Linked DNA regions of Sus scrofa: region 1 is linked to region 2. The links are chromatin contacts, called in public Hi-C maps. All regions are on one chromosome and are shown on one strand. Each heading gives the region's core, a stretch centred on a gene start, on an enhancer-like site or on the middle of the called end of the contact. The rest is flanking DNA. Distances are from core to core; before and after follow the strand shown.

Region 1 (6,737 bases), core at 1,987-4,486, 77 kb after region 2:
AAAAATGTTCAGAGAAAGATCCAGGACTAAATATAACAATACTGATAGTGGAACAATTTGACATTATAGGCCACCTGATTAGATGCAAAAAAGCATGTATCACTTATAGAATTCTTGCCAAAAAAGTCTGGCCTGGATCCAATCACAGTGAAATACATGAAGTCAGGAAACTATATCCAATTACTTGTGATGGAACATGATGGAAGATATTATGAGAAAAAGAATGTGTATGTACAATTGCATCGCTTTGCTGTATAGCAGAAATTGACAACATTGTAAATCAACTATAATAAAAAAATGTTTAAAAAGAAATGTAATACCATTAAAAGATCAAATACTTTCAGCCATGAAAAAACAAAACAAAACAAACAGACTCGCAGATGCAGAGAACAAACCAGTGGTTACCGTGGGGCGAGAAAAGAGGGAGGGGCAAGAGAGAGGCTGAGGATCAGTAGGTGCAAACTACTAGGTATAAGATAAATTAGCCGCAAGGATGTACGGTACAGCACAGGGAACATAGCCGGTATTTTAAAACTGTAAAAGGAGTACAATCTATAAAATATCAAATGACTCTTGTACATCTGAATGGACAGCTAGTATTTTCTAAGTCCCCAAAGTGTCAATGAATACTAAAACAGATTCCTGAAATTCTAACAGCATGGGAAGCCTTTTTTTCTACTGGGGATAAGCACTCCAGAAAATTTTAATGCAGATTCACAAAATAAAAAGCAATAATGTAATTTTAAGTTTTTCAAAATTAGAATTTAAATGCATCTAAATACTACCTTTATCTATTTTTTACATGAGGAGTTCCTGTCATGGCTCAGTGGTTAACAAACCTGACTAGTATCCATGAGGATGCAGGTTTGATCCCTGGCTTCATTCAGTGGGTTAAGGATCCAGTGTTGCCATGAGCTCTGGTGTAGGTCACAGACACGTCTCGGATCTGGCATTGCTGTGGCCGTGGTGTACGCTGGCAGCTGCAGCTCTGACTAGACCCCTAGCCTGGGAACGTCCATATGCTGCCGGAGAGGCCCTAAAAAAAAAGCAAAAAAACAAAACCAAAAAAAACCCAGAGGAATTCAGGACGCTCTCAGGTCACAGGTCACTGCAGGGGTAGCGTGGGCGTGGCCTCTCATGGCCTCACTCGGATGACCTTAGGCGAAGTGGGCAGAGACAGGGACCCACAGGCGGGGAATGTGCCACCTGGCCCTGCTATAGCTTTCCACTGTCAAGAGAGACCAACAAGCTGGACTTTTAGGGTGGACCTCAGCCCACTAGTTGCCGGTGTCTAATGCCAGTCTTCCAGCTGAGGGCAATTAAAGTGACGGAGTTAAAATTTCATCTCTAGCACCATGTATTTCCCACGGAGGACACAGAGTACACAGGCCTTGGCTCCAGGAGACCAGTGGGGACAATGAACACACCATTTCAAGAGAAAATGGCAAAAGGAGAGAGAGAAAAGGTCAAAAATGAGATCACAGCACCCACCAGCCACACGCCTCTCCCAACCCCTGACTGTCATAGAACAAGTCTGGGAAGAGGCAGTAAAAAGATGACAGAGTAACCCCTCCTCTGCATATCTAGAGAAGAAAAGAGATAAAGGGACCCAGAACTATATGAATGCAAAGAAACAAAAATTCAATGGCCCCACTTTTATGTATCCAAAGTGATTCCTACAAAAATAAAACTAACTTACTGAGCACTATCTATACTCCAAATACCAACCCCAGGTACTGCAGGAATATCAGCTCAGGTAAACCTCGCAGCAATCCTGGGAGGAATCATTATTCCCAATTTATAGATGTGGAAACTGAGACTCTGAAACCCTAAAGTTTGGGAAAATGTCAATCATCTTCAGCCAACAATTCCATTCCCATGTTGGCTCGTACTGTAAATACAAATGGGCAAAGAGTCTAGAACAACTCATTAGCTACAGCAATTAAAAGTGTAAAGGGGAGTTCCCATTGTGGCCAGCGGAAATAAATCCAACTAGTATCCAGGAGGATGTGGGTTCGAACCCTGGCCTTGCTCAGTGGGTCACAGATCTGGCACTGCCATGAGCTGTGGTATGGATCACAGACGTGGTTCAGATCCCACGTTGCTATTGCTATGGCTGTGGTGTAAACCAGCAGCTATAGCTCCAATTTGACCCCTAGCCTGGGAACTTCCATATGTCGTGGGTGTGGCCCTAAAAAGCAAAAGGAAGGAAGGAAAGAAGGGAAAGGGAAGGGAAGCAAAGCACAGTCAGGAGTTCCCATTGTGGCTCAGTGGGTTAAGAACCTGGCTAGTATCCATGAGGATGTGGATTCAATCCCTAGCCCTGCTCAGTGGGTTAAGGATCCGCTGCTGCCGTGAGGAGGAGTGTAGGTCTCAGCTGCAGCTTGAACCTGGCATTTTTGTGGCTGTGGCATAGGCTGGCAGCTGCAGCTCCGATTTAATCCCTAGCCTGGGAACTTCCATATGCCACAGGTGCAGCTGTAAAAAAGAAAAAATAAATAAATAAACATAGTCATATAGAGAGGTTAGCAAATTGACATAGCTTAGATGAGAGGTATCATTTCTGAGTCCTAACTCAGGGATAAATGAAGATATCACAGGAAGCCAAGCTGCAGCCACTCAAACAACTGTTCAACTTGCTGCATTCCTGGTTTCTTCTGAACTCTCTTAGGTTCTGGGCTGACTAGAACGGCTATCTCTTGACTTAGAGGATTCCAGTATGACTAGGTCAAGTCTCTATTCTGTGGAAATTCAGAAAAGCAAGACTGGCCAGGGGTAAGGTAGGCTGGTAGGGTATAGGTCCCTGCAATAAAACTCACTGAGTTAAAAAAATAGATGATTAAAACATTAAGAAAAAAAAATTTTTTCCAAAGCATTACTCTGGACAACCCAGGGGCCCAGAAAACCACCCAGAGCTAAACTGCTAGCATTTGAAACTAAAGGATTCATCTGGAAATAAGAATGCAGTGGATCCAGTTCAACTAGGTATTAGGCACCAATACAAAACAAACATCTCTTTAATATTTCAGCCAGGAATAAACCGCTGCCATGGAAAGATTCCGGAAAGCATCGTTTTACATGGCCTCCCAAAGCGCAGGCCACTTCTGCCCCTCGGCATACTTTCTTTGGTTCCAGGTTTCAGAATGTGACTGCACTCACTCTTATCTGGCCCCTAGGTGGGCACATCACAGAGCCAGAGGCATGGGAAACCCTGCACTCCGCTTTGCCAGATGGAGAAAACCAGGCTTCCAGTGATGAAATGGCCAATGCCCAAGGTCAGGGCAGGGGAGAGCTGCGATCAGACTCCCAGCCCCAAGTCCCTTCCAAGATTCTTTAAATTAAAGGCACATGAGAGCACAAAGCAACACTCCCTGCCAAGAGACAAGTAGATGACTTTTTTTTTTTCCTTCTGTTTTGGTCTTTTTTGTTGGTTTCTTATACCTCTGAATCAACTTTTACTAATGACTAAATGCACCATGTGGAAGGGGAGGCCTCCTGCCCTTTAAAAAAAAAAAAGAGTTAATGAGACTGCTCATTGAAGTTGCAAAAGACATTTATTTTTTTCTGCGTTAGGGAATTTCTAGGTTAATTGTGGCATTCTCCTTAGGAGACCCATTCATATAAAAATAAACGAATGCTGCCTCCTTCTGAATTCCTTCTATTCTGATATTGCAGTTGAGAAGAAAAGCTTGGCTTGATGGCCGTTTTCTTTTCGGGTAAGCATGTACCGCGTATACTTTAGTTTAGTGTTACACGTATCAGTAGATCACAACTTAAGAGTCTTAAATCATGATTTACTGACTGATCTCTAAATGGTACTGAGGGTTTTAATTTCCCCAAAGTCGTTCCTTTTTAGTGATACTGAGATCACTCTTAACAACAAACAGAGCGAAATTCAAAGCAAAAATAGATGCTGGGAAAGATACTGTGCAAGGAAAAAGTAGTATTTCTGTTTTTAAAGTTTGGACTTTGCTTGGAAGAAGATCAACTCTCTGAAGTCTCTTCTGGCTACCATCATTCTATGATGTTTTTACCTATTACTCTTTTTTCTAAGTAAGTTTAGTAACACTTCAGATAAGATAGCTGGTCAGGATTTCACAATCTGAGAATCCCTCATTTTAGGAGTGTCACAAGTGCCAGTCTAACATTTTCCATTATCTCAAAATATCTGGATGAAATGTATCCTGATTAAGGTCTTTGAGCTCCTGAACAGAATCTGGATTAACTGGGTAAATTAAGTAGGAAATTGAGACCCATCAGGAGCATTGGGGTCATTTGAATCTAAGTCTCTCCTAGGGAACCTCCTTAAACAGCTTTCCCATAGTGACCTTTCCTTCAAAAGTCCATCTGACTTTTCTGGAGTCAATTCTGACCTCTAGAGACCTAGAGGCAGTCTGTTTCCAGGCAGATTTGCTGGCATGAAGGCTGCCTCATGCTCTGAATTCAGGGTAAAGGTCTGGTTTTCAAAATCATACGGGGCAAATTCCCATTCTGAAACCTTGAAACCAACAATTACTACTAAGTGATGAGTCCCTAATGCATAGTTGAAAGTTTATTAATTGTATGCCATTAAATAGAGACTTGACACACTCAAAAATTAGTTTAGCCGGCTGCCAATTTTCTCAGCTTTAGAGACTTCACACCGTCACTCCAAGATGTTCTCAACTTTCAGAAGTACGCTTGCACTTTGGGAAAAACTTTTATTTGCATTTAAAAATTTTCTCATGCAAGTGCTATAAGACACGCGTAGATAAAACTCAATGAGCTCAACTGAACTCAGCCAAGGTCTAAGCAGTAGGTGAAACTAATGGTTTCAACCAGAGAACTGAGATAGTACAACTTCACAATGAAAAAAAAAAATCAATGGCAAATGAACCAGTACTTTGAATATTTAAAAAATGAAATTTTAACATCTCTTTTCAAAAAACAGTCAAGTAGTTACAGCTACTTGGAAGTAGAGTAGTTTAGAGTTGGGGGGCAGGGGGGAGGCCTTAACGATTACCAAAAAAAACCCAACCCCTCTCTCACTCCAGCCCCTTCCCACTCCTGTCCTTTGCTGTAACATTATCATGGCCCAAAGTAAGCTGCTAAGTTTCTCTCAGGTTCAACTTACAAATCGTTGCTCTTGGAAACCCACAACCTCCTCAAGCCCATTCCATTCCAAACAGGTGATGGATCAGCCATCGCTTACTTCATTCCGTGAACACATACTGCATATCTCCTCTGTGCTAGGCACTGGAGGTCAGATCTTGAGATAAAAAGGTGACTTCCTGGAGTTCCCGTCATGGCGCAGTGGTTAACGAATCCGACTAGGAACCATGAGGTTGTGGGTTCGGTCCCTGCCCTTGCTCAGCCGGTTAACGATCCGGCGTTGCCGTGAGCTGTGGTGTAGGTTGCAGATGTGGCTCGGATCCCACGTTGCTGTGGCTCCGGCGTAGGCCGGTGGCTACAGCTCCGATTAGACCCCTAGCCTGGGAACCTCCATATGCCGCGGGAGTGGCCGAAGAAATGGCAAAAAAGACAAAAAAAAAAAAAAAAAAAAAAGGTGACTTCCTATTACCCACTGCGTGAGTTCTACGTGCCCTTAGGGCTTTTGGAGAACCCCATTATCCTCATTCCCAGCAGGTCCCTCCCCACAGCCTCCTCCAAAAACACCACCACCACACCCTCAGGTCTTTTTAATCCAGAAAAGAATTCCAAGTTTTTGCACTCAGAAGGTTTGGGGAATGTTCACTATCATAATGCCTTCTCTGGAGACACTAATTTTACACATTCCTCCAAGTGTGACACTCAGAGCCGAGGTCTGAATCCAAGCTGACTGGCTCCTGAGTCCATTTGTAACCAGTCCATTCTAGTGCTACTCGATGCCCTAGGAGTTTTCCCTCCCCCTTCTAACTAGAATGCCCTTTCCAACATGCTAGCTTTTTCACATGAACTCCTACTCGTCCTGCAAGACCCATCTGAAAGAGAGCTGCTCCATCTTTTCTCTTACCACCACAAGCAGAGATGCTTCGACAACCCCAGTGGGGTTGCACCTGCCTTCACCTGCCTTCAACACATCTCCTTTTATGAGATGGAAATTTGACTCCCTTTTACTCATTGCATGGGTACAAATTCCTGGTGAAGGAACAATTTCCTATAACCATCTAAGAGTCACAACCCAGAGTTACTGAAACTCTCTGTATGAATGCTAAGACCTGTGTTAAGACACACATATAAAGAAATTCCAAAGATAAAAGTCTGGTTGGGGCTGGGTCCCACCTGGAATGGGCTCTGGCTTTCAACAGAGAGGAGGCTACCGCTAGACAAGGAAGCTGCAGGCTACAGATCACTCTTAACCAAAACAGGGTCAAGACGTCTGGGAGGAAACTCCTAAGCATGGAATGTTAAAATGACATTCACTCAGAAAGGACAGTCCACAGAGAATTCACTCAGAAAGGACAGTCCACAGAGAAGCCAGGAAACGAGGAACCCATTGTATCAAAGTTGGGCATGTCCTTTGGAGACAGAATCCAGCAACAACCAAAGCAAAGACAAACTCAGATAAGACCAGTGAGTTCTGAGAACAAACTGTTTTTGAAAGCACCAAAAATCAATACTGGTACGTCAGACTGTTTTTATATTTCCTCTATTCCCTTATGTCTTCTCCCTTAGTACCTAAAAAAGTTCCAGGCTGTCCTAACTATGCTCAGATAAACTGAGGGTAAGGGGTTTTTTTAACCCACTCTTGGATTAGA
Region 2 (6,506 bases), core at 1,504-4,003:
AAATTAAACAATAGGATGCGCATTTCCCAATCATTCACATATTCCCCCATGAAGAAACTCCCTCAACTGAGTTAAAGGTTTTGTCTAAAAGTTGCCAAAACAATCACTACCTTATAAAAACAGGAATGCCAAATTCACTATTTTAAATACCCATCACTCATCTTTCCACACGAATCTCCGCCCAAACTCTAATAAACCCAGCAGAAGGGATGGGGCAGTACACGAACCACCTTCACTGTCCTAAATCCTTGGACCTCACCAATGGGAAAATTAACACACAATTTCCATACAAAATAACTCATTTCCATACCAAACATAAACATATCAACATGACCGTCTTAATCATTTTAACTTTCTAAATCCTCAGTTTCGAGTTGCTGTAAGGCCTCAGTTCCAACAAATGGAGAAAGGGAACCAATCCAGCCACAACCTTGCAAATTAGCCAGTCTTTCCTAATCCCTCTGGGTTAAGATAGGCATTGATAGTACACATCACTAAATACCAAACCTGAAAGAACTTTACAAATACTTATTTGACATATTTCATACCCAAAATAAATTTCTACAAATCTGAGAACAAAGAAAATGGACAGTCTTGAGTTCCCTGGTAGCCTATCGGGTTAAGGACCTGGCATTGTCATTGCTGTGGTTTAGGTCATTGCCATGCTGCAGATTCAGTCCCTGGCCTAGGAACTTTTGCATGCAGTGGGCATGGCCAAAAAAAGAAGAGAAAAGGAAAAGAGAAGAAAAAAAAGAAAAGAAAGGAAAAGAAAAGGGACAGCTCATTTGTTAGGTTCAGAGCAGAGAAAATGAAAGGACTTGTCCAAAATGAGTCAGCAAATTGGTAGCAAAAATGGAAATCAAATTCCAGTTTCCCATCCAGACACAGGTGCAACCCTACGCGTGACTCTGAACACTCCAATCTTAAACAAGGTATATTTTTTTTCAGTGAAGTTAGTGTAAACAGTTAAGATTATGTTCAAACTTCATCTCTCCATTTGTCTTAACTAAGATAATCTATTTAATGCATTCCCTGCCTCATTCACAAAGAATTTGAAATGGCTTTGAAAGTGATATCATATGACAAAAATAAGCAGAAAGTCATGACTAAGGAAAACACATGTAAGAACAGAAAGAAAATCACAACAAAGATCTGCTGGGAATATTACAGGTTCAGGGTTTGACATGATCCACCAGGTCTTGAGAGTTGGTTCCCCTACCCTTTTTGGCCTCATAATTCACAGAGAAAATAAGATCCGAACAGCCCCTGGCAGACATGGGAGGGACAGCGAGGGCCTAGATGCCAGGATCGCCCCTGCCCAGGTGAGTGGGTCAGCTCTCCAGGCCTGCGATCCATCTGGATCATCCCCACACCCTGCAGCACGGGGCACGCCGGATGGCAAGGTCCGCCCTGGAGAACGCCAAGGGCTTCGGGCTCTTCCATCTAAAAGGTCTTGCCCGAGTGTTTCCTCAAAGGGGCGCTGAGCATGAGGGTTGGCAGCTAGTTCAAGAGCAGCCCTAACGCCCTTCGTGTTCACGCAGCAGTATGAGCCGAGCGCGCCCTGCACGAAGGCATCTGGGCGCAGGACTAACACGGGGTGGGAACCCTCTCCGCACAGATGAGTGACCGGACCGCGCAGCCCTCACGATGCCCCCGCCCCGTACATAAGAAACAGCCTTTCTCTCAACCAGGCTATTGATAAAAACTGGAAAGCAGACCGTTCAAAGTTATGTGTTACGGAGAGAACTAGAGTTCCTATACTTAGTTTTTTAACTGTTATTTATTCGCTTAAATTTCTAACTTGTAAAAATTTTAGATTTATGTTTTCTTGAGGTAACATCAGTTTATACCACAACTTTCCTGTGTGCACCATTATATTTCCACATCTGCATGCCTCCCATGTGCCTGGCATCCAAAATTCAGTTTCCATCTATCCCTTTCCAGGGATCCCCTTCCCCACCCACCTTCCCTGCCCCCGGTAACCACTACCCTGTCCTCACTGCATCACCGAATTTATTTTTATTTGGTTTGTTCCTTCAATTTGTTTGCTGGTTTTCGATATTCCACGTGAGTGAAATCATACTGTCTTTCTCTGTCTGACCTACTTTACTTAGCAGAGTTTCTATACTTTTTTTTTTTTTTTTGTCTTTTTAGGGCTGCACCCACAGCATATGGAGGTTCCCAGGCCAGGGGTCGAATCGGAGCTACAGCCTCCGGCCTACGCCACAGCCACAGCAATGTGGGATCCGAGCCGCGTCTGCAACCTACACCACAGCTCACGGCAACACCAGATTCTTAACCCACTGAGCGAGGCCAGGGATCGAACCCGCAACCTCACGGATTTTAGTCGGGTTTGTTAACCACTGAGCCATGACGGGAACTCTGAGTTCCTATACTTTAGAAGTTAGCTGAGTAAATGATAAAGTGGCCACACTGGTGTGAAAACTGAAGCGGCCCCACCACAGCCTCAGACTAGGCATAGGCCTTGCTGCCAAGCCAAGGCACACGGCCAGAAATACAAAATCAGCCATTTTATTTATTGAGTGTGCCTTTTGTTTGGAATTACCTTTGAGAAGCCAACTTCTGTTTTGCTTTGGGGGGAAATTCATAAACACTTTAGGAGCCAAAGTAAATTCCACCTGGCTGCCCCGGCAAGGACAGAATCCACAGAGGTTTCCCAACTGTCCAGCACACCCTCCCCCAGGCGAGACTCTGGCCCTCTCAGCCTCCTCTTCACCCCATCTTTGGCAGGTAAGCTCCTTTACCTCGTCTCCATACCCAAGGGGAAAGCTGACAGTCAAGGCCCAGACAGGACACCCAATACTGCAGAGCAAGAAAAACCTCAAACACCTGCCACCCTGGCTCCCGCTTGCGCTCTCTCTCCTCCGCTCCTTTGTCTGACCCCGTGAATAGCAAACCTAGCTGGTAAAGTAAATCTAAAATAACTCAACCATGAAAAGAGAAATGCCAATGTTTTTCACATGTTTTGTTTTGTTTTTTTCTCTCTGTAGCGTGATACAAATGTGGTGGTTGAAATGCTATTAGAAGCTTCAGATAAATAATCACATTTATGGCTATAATTGAAACCTCAACTCTGTACCGGCAGGAAGGCCCCTCTCTGGTTTCCAAGGTCAGGCAGGTCCCAGTTGGGCAGGTTGTAACTTGATCCTGTCAAAGACTACTTTCCAGGATATACAGTCAAGAGAATTTTTTTTTCCTACTTTTTAGAGCCGCCCCCACAGCATATGGAAGTTCCTAGGCCAGGAGTCAAATAGGACCTACAGCTGCCAGCCTACACCAGAGCCACTCGGGATCCAAGCTGCGTCTGCGACCTACACCACAGTTCATGGCCACACTGGATCCCCAACCGACAGAGCGAGGCCAGGGATTGAACCTGCGTCCTCATGATACTAGTCAGGCTCGTTATCGCTGAGCCACCATGGGAACTTCCAAGAGAATGTTATTTTTGAAAGAATATTTGGTAAGAAAGTGCTTCTCACTTGTCCAAAAAAAAATCAGCTTATAGGAAACTATAAAACAAGCCATCGAATTCCCTATAGACAGCAGAGTTTAAAACAGACCTTCCTTGGGGACCCTTTGTGCCCATGACACTTAGTTCTCACATCGTAACACAGCACCCAGCAGGAATGGTCCTCACTTCAGGTCTGCTTTGCCCGCTGGACCAAGCACACGTGACGATGGAAATCACCTGCCATATTAAACGCTCTGCCCTTAGTACACTGCACAGTGTTTGGTACGGAAGAAGCATTTCACGTGTGTTGACTGTCCAAAGAATTAAAGAAAACAGGATGAATATGTCTCTCTGCTTTTCCTCCTCTCTTGCCCTCACTTTCCTCACACTGTTTCCAGCTCAACACCTCCGAGGCGCCAGTGGGACACATGACTCAGTCCTTTCCCTAAAGATGCCAGAGATCCCGGAGAAAAAGTGCGAAGACAGGAACTGAGGGGTGTACGATCAGGACGAGGCTGAGCCAGACACTTGCAGGGACAAGTAGCAGAAACCCACCTGCAGGAACTTAAGCACCAATGGGCACATCCAGTACGAGAGAGGGAGTCTCTTTGACCTCAGAGGCAGAAGCAGAGCCAGGCTTGGGGGTTAGGAGGACGAGCAAGAAAACCTGAAGGCATCCCTTGCTCCCGTTTCTCTCCCTCTGGAGCCAAAGTGGTCCTTCCGCTGTGATTCACACTTCTTTTTAAGTGGATCAGCTTGCACTGTTACTTTAATGCACAGAAATGCCTCAAGGCTGCTGCATTTCCGTGTTCCCAGGGACCAGTCTGGGTTGAGACTAGCCCTTCCTACTTCAAGCTCTAAATTCCTGGGAAAGTCAAACTGGCTCAAGGGCAAAGAGCCTTAACCAGGCACGTCTGGTTCTCCTGGATCCCTGCAGGGGGGGTGGGGGGGGGGAGCTTCTCAGAAGAGAGTGGATGAGGACCGCCTCCGAGCAGTGGGTGGGTTTTTGATCGTGAGGTGCCTGCCCCTCCTCTTTCTCTCACCTGCCACTCTGGAAGTTCCGCAGTCTTATCACACGCTGCCTTCAAGCTCGGCCTTCACAACACCTGCCTTCCCACCTAATGCCTTCTCCAGCCTTCCCTCCATGAAACTTCAAACACTTCTCAGCCGTAAAATGTTACTATCCTACCTAGAACATGACAAATACTATTAAAAAGGTATTTTTTTCAGTGTTTACTTATTTTATTTTGTTTTCTTTTCGTTTGTTGTTGGGTGTACCCAAGAGCATGCCGAAGTGCCTTGATCAGGGATTGAACCTGACCCAGCAACTTCAGCCACTATAGTGACAACACCAGATCCTTAACTCACTGAGCCACATGGGAATTCCAATGGCTGTTTATCTTAGGTTCGGTGACTTTATCTTTTTCCAACTTCATTGAAGAGTAATTTTCAAATAAAATGGTAAGATATTTAAAGTGTATGATGTGCTGTGTTGGTCCACACTGTGGAAGGGCCATCAAGTTAGCATCTCCATCACCTCGCATACTTAAAATTTGTTTTTATTTGGTGAGAATATTTAAGTTATACTCTCTCAGCAAATTTTAACCATACGATACAGTGTTATCAGCTATAGTCACTATACGATGCACTAGATTCCCAGACCCTATTTATCCCATAACAGAACGTCTGCACCCTTTTACCAATCTCTCCCTATTTCTCCCACCTCTCTCCCATGGCAACCACTTTTCTATTCTATTTCTATGAATTCAACTTTTTTTTTTTTTTCCTTTTTAGAGTTGTACCTACAGCATATGGAAGTTCCCGGGCTAGGGGTGGAATTGGAGCTGCAGCTGCCCGCCTACACCACAGCCACAGCCACAGCCACAGCCAGGCCACATCCTTAACCCACTGAGCAAGGCCAGGGATCGAACTAGCATCCTTATGGATACTAATCTGGTTAATACATTGAGCCACAGCAGGAACTTTAACTTTTTTTTAACGGTATTTTAATGGACAAAGTAAACCATATATTACACAGATGTTTTCTTCCAGGCTTGGAATATTATTTATTATGTACCACACACAATATGGTCTCATCTGCCTCGTGTCACAGCCTCCAAATACACCATGCTTTTCTACTTATTCTGTAACTAATACCATATAACTGTTATTTAAGGATAATATTGAGTAACCTCTTAGCAAAATACCTTCCAATAGAAAGAACTGCAAAAAAAAAAAAAAAAAAAAAAAAAAAAAAAACCTTTGGAAATTCAATACACGAACAAAATAAATTCGAACTGATATGAAAATGTAGCCTATTTCCTTATGCAATAAAATTCTGCTTCTTTCAAGTTAAACAAAACTTCAATTCTAGCTCAGAGATCAGTTCCTATGTTAGCCAAACGCACACAAGCACTAAGAACAGAAAAGCCAGTTTCCGACCACCTGTGTGCAAAGAGCATGGCCTTTTGTTCTTTCACCTCTCCATGCCAGATGGAACCACCCAACAAGGAAAGACTACAGAAATCATCGTGACCACACGTGCCTTGTTCACCTGCAATTCCTCGCACCTAGCTCCACGGTCTGTGTACAGTAGGTGCACAGTAAGTGTTTTATTGATTAGAATGTGTACTTACATCTGTGCATTTACAAATCAATACTACAGATGCATGAGGCTTTCCCCGTGTTCATATGAACATATGTAAGGAGATGAGTATATGCTGGAGAAATGTCAAAAGGCAATCTTGGGCGTTCCATCGTGGCTATGATAACAAACCCGACTGGTATCCATGAGGACATGGGTTCGATCCCTGGCCTCTCTCAGTGGGTTGAGGATCTGGTGATGCGGTGAGCTATGGTGTAGGTCACGGATGCAGCTCGGATCTGGCATTGCTGTGGCTGTGGTGTAGGCTGGAGGCTGCAGCTCCAATTCAACCCCTAGCCTGGGAACTTCCATGTTTCATGGGTATGGCCCTGAAGACAAAAATAAATAAATAAATAAAGGCAATCTACTCAAACTATAAAGGGCATTCAG

What was found. A called contact is a pair of places that touch in the nucleus more often than the background predicts.
Region 1: a Hi-C map of liver shows a contact between it and region 2, with 8 times the contacts expected there. The contact joins two enhancer-like sites. A contact is called at or near these places in 1 of 5 promoter capture datasets (liver), 5 of 47 Hi-C or Micro-C datasets (liver and skeletal muscle) and 2 of 2 datasets of contacts at active chromatin or transcription factors (alveolar macrophages and skeletal muscle).

What each region holds. Positions count from the first base shown.
Region 1 is chr11:16,262,150-16,268,886 of Sscrofa11.1, forward strand. The region is part of intron 1 of WDFY2 (WD repeat and FYVE domain-containing protein 2); the gene reads right to left. Among named protein-coding and RNA genes, the nearest start is that of WDFY2, 7.0 kb to the right of the region's middle. Within about 2 kb of position 3,237, at least 8 of the 83 cell types and tissues checked have an H3K27ac peak or open chromatin away from gene starts, as enhancers often do. A contact at or near this core is called in liver, where this site is marked.
Region 2 is chr11:16,186,103-16,192,608 of Sscrofa11.1, forward strand. All of the region lies in intron 2 of WDFY2 (WD repeat and FYVE domain-containing protein 2), which reads right to left. Among named protein-coding and RNA genes, the nearest start is that of WDFY2, 83 kb to the right of the region's middle. Within about 2 kb of position 2,754, at least 15 of the 83 cell types and tissues checked have an H3K27ac peak or open chromatin away from gene starts, as enhancers often do. A contact at or near this core is called in liver, where this site is marked.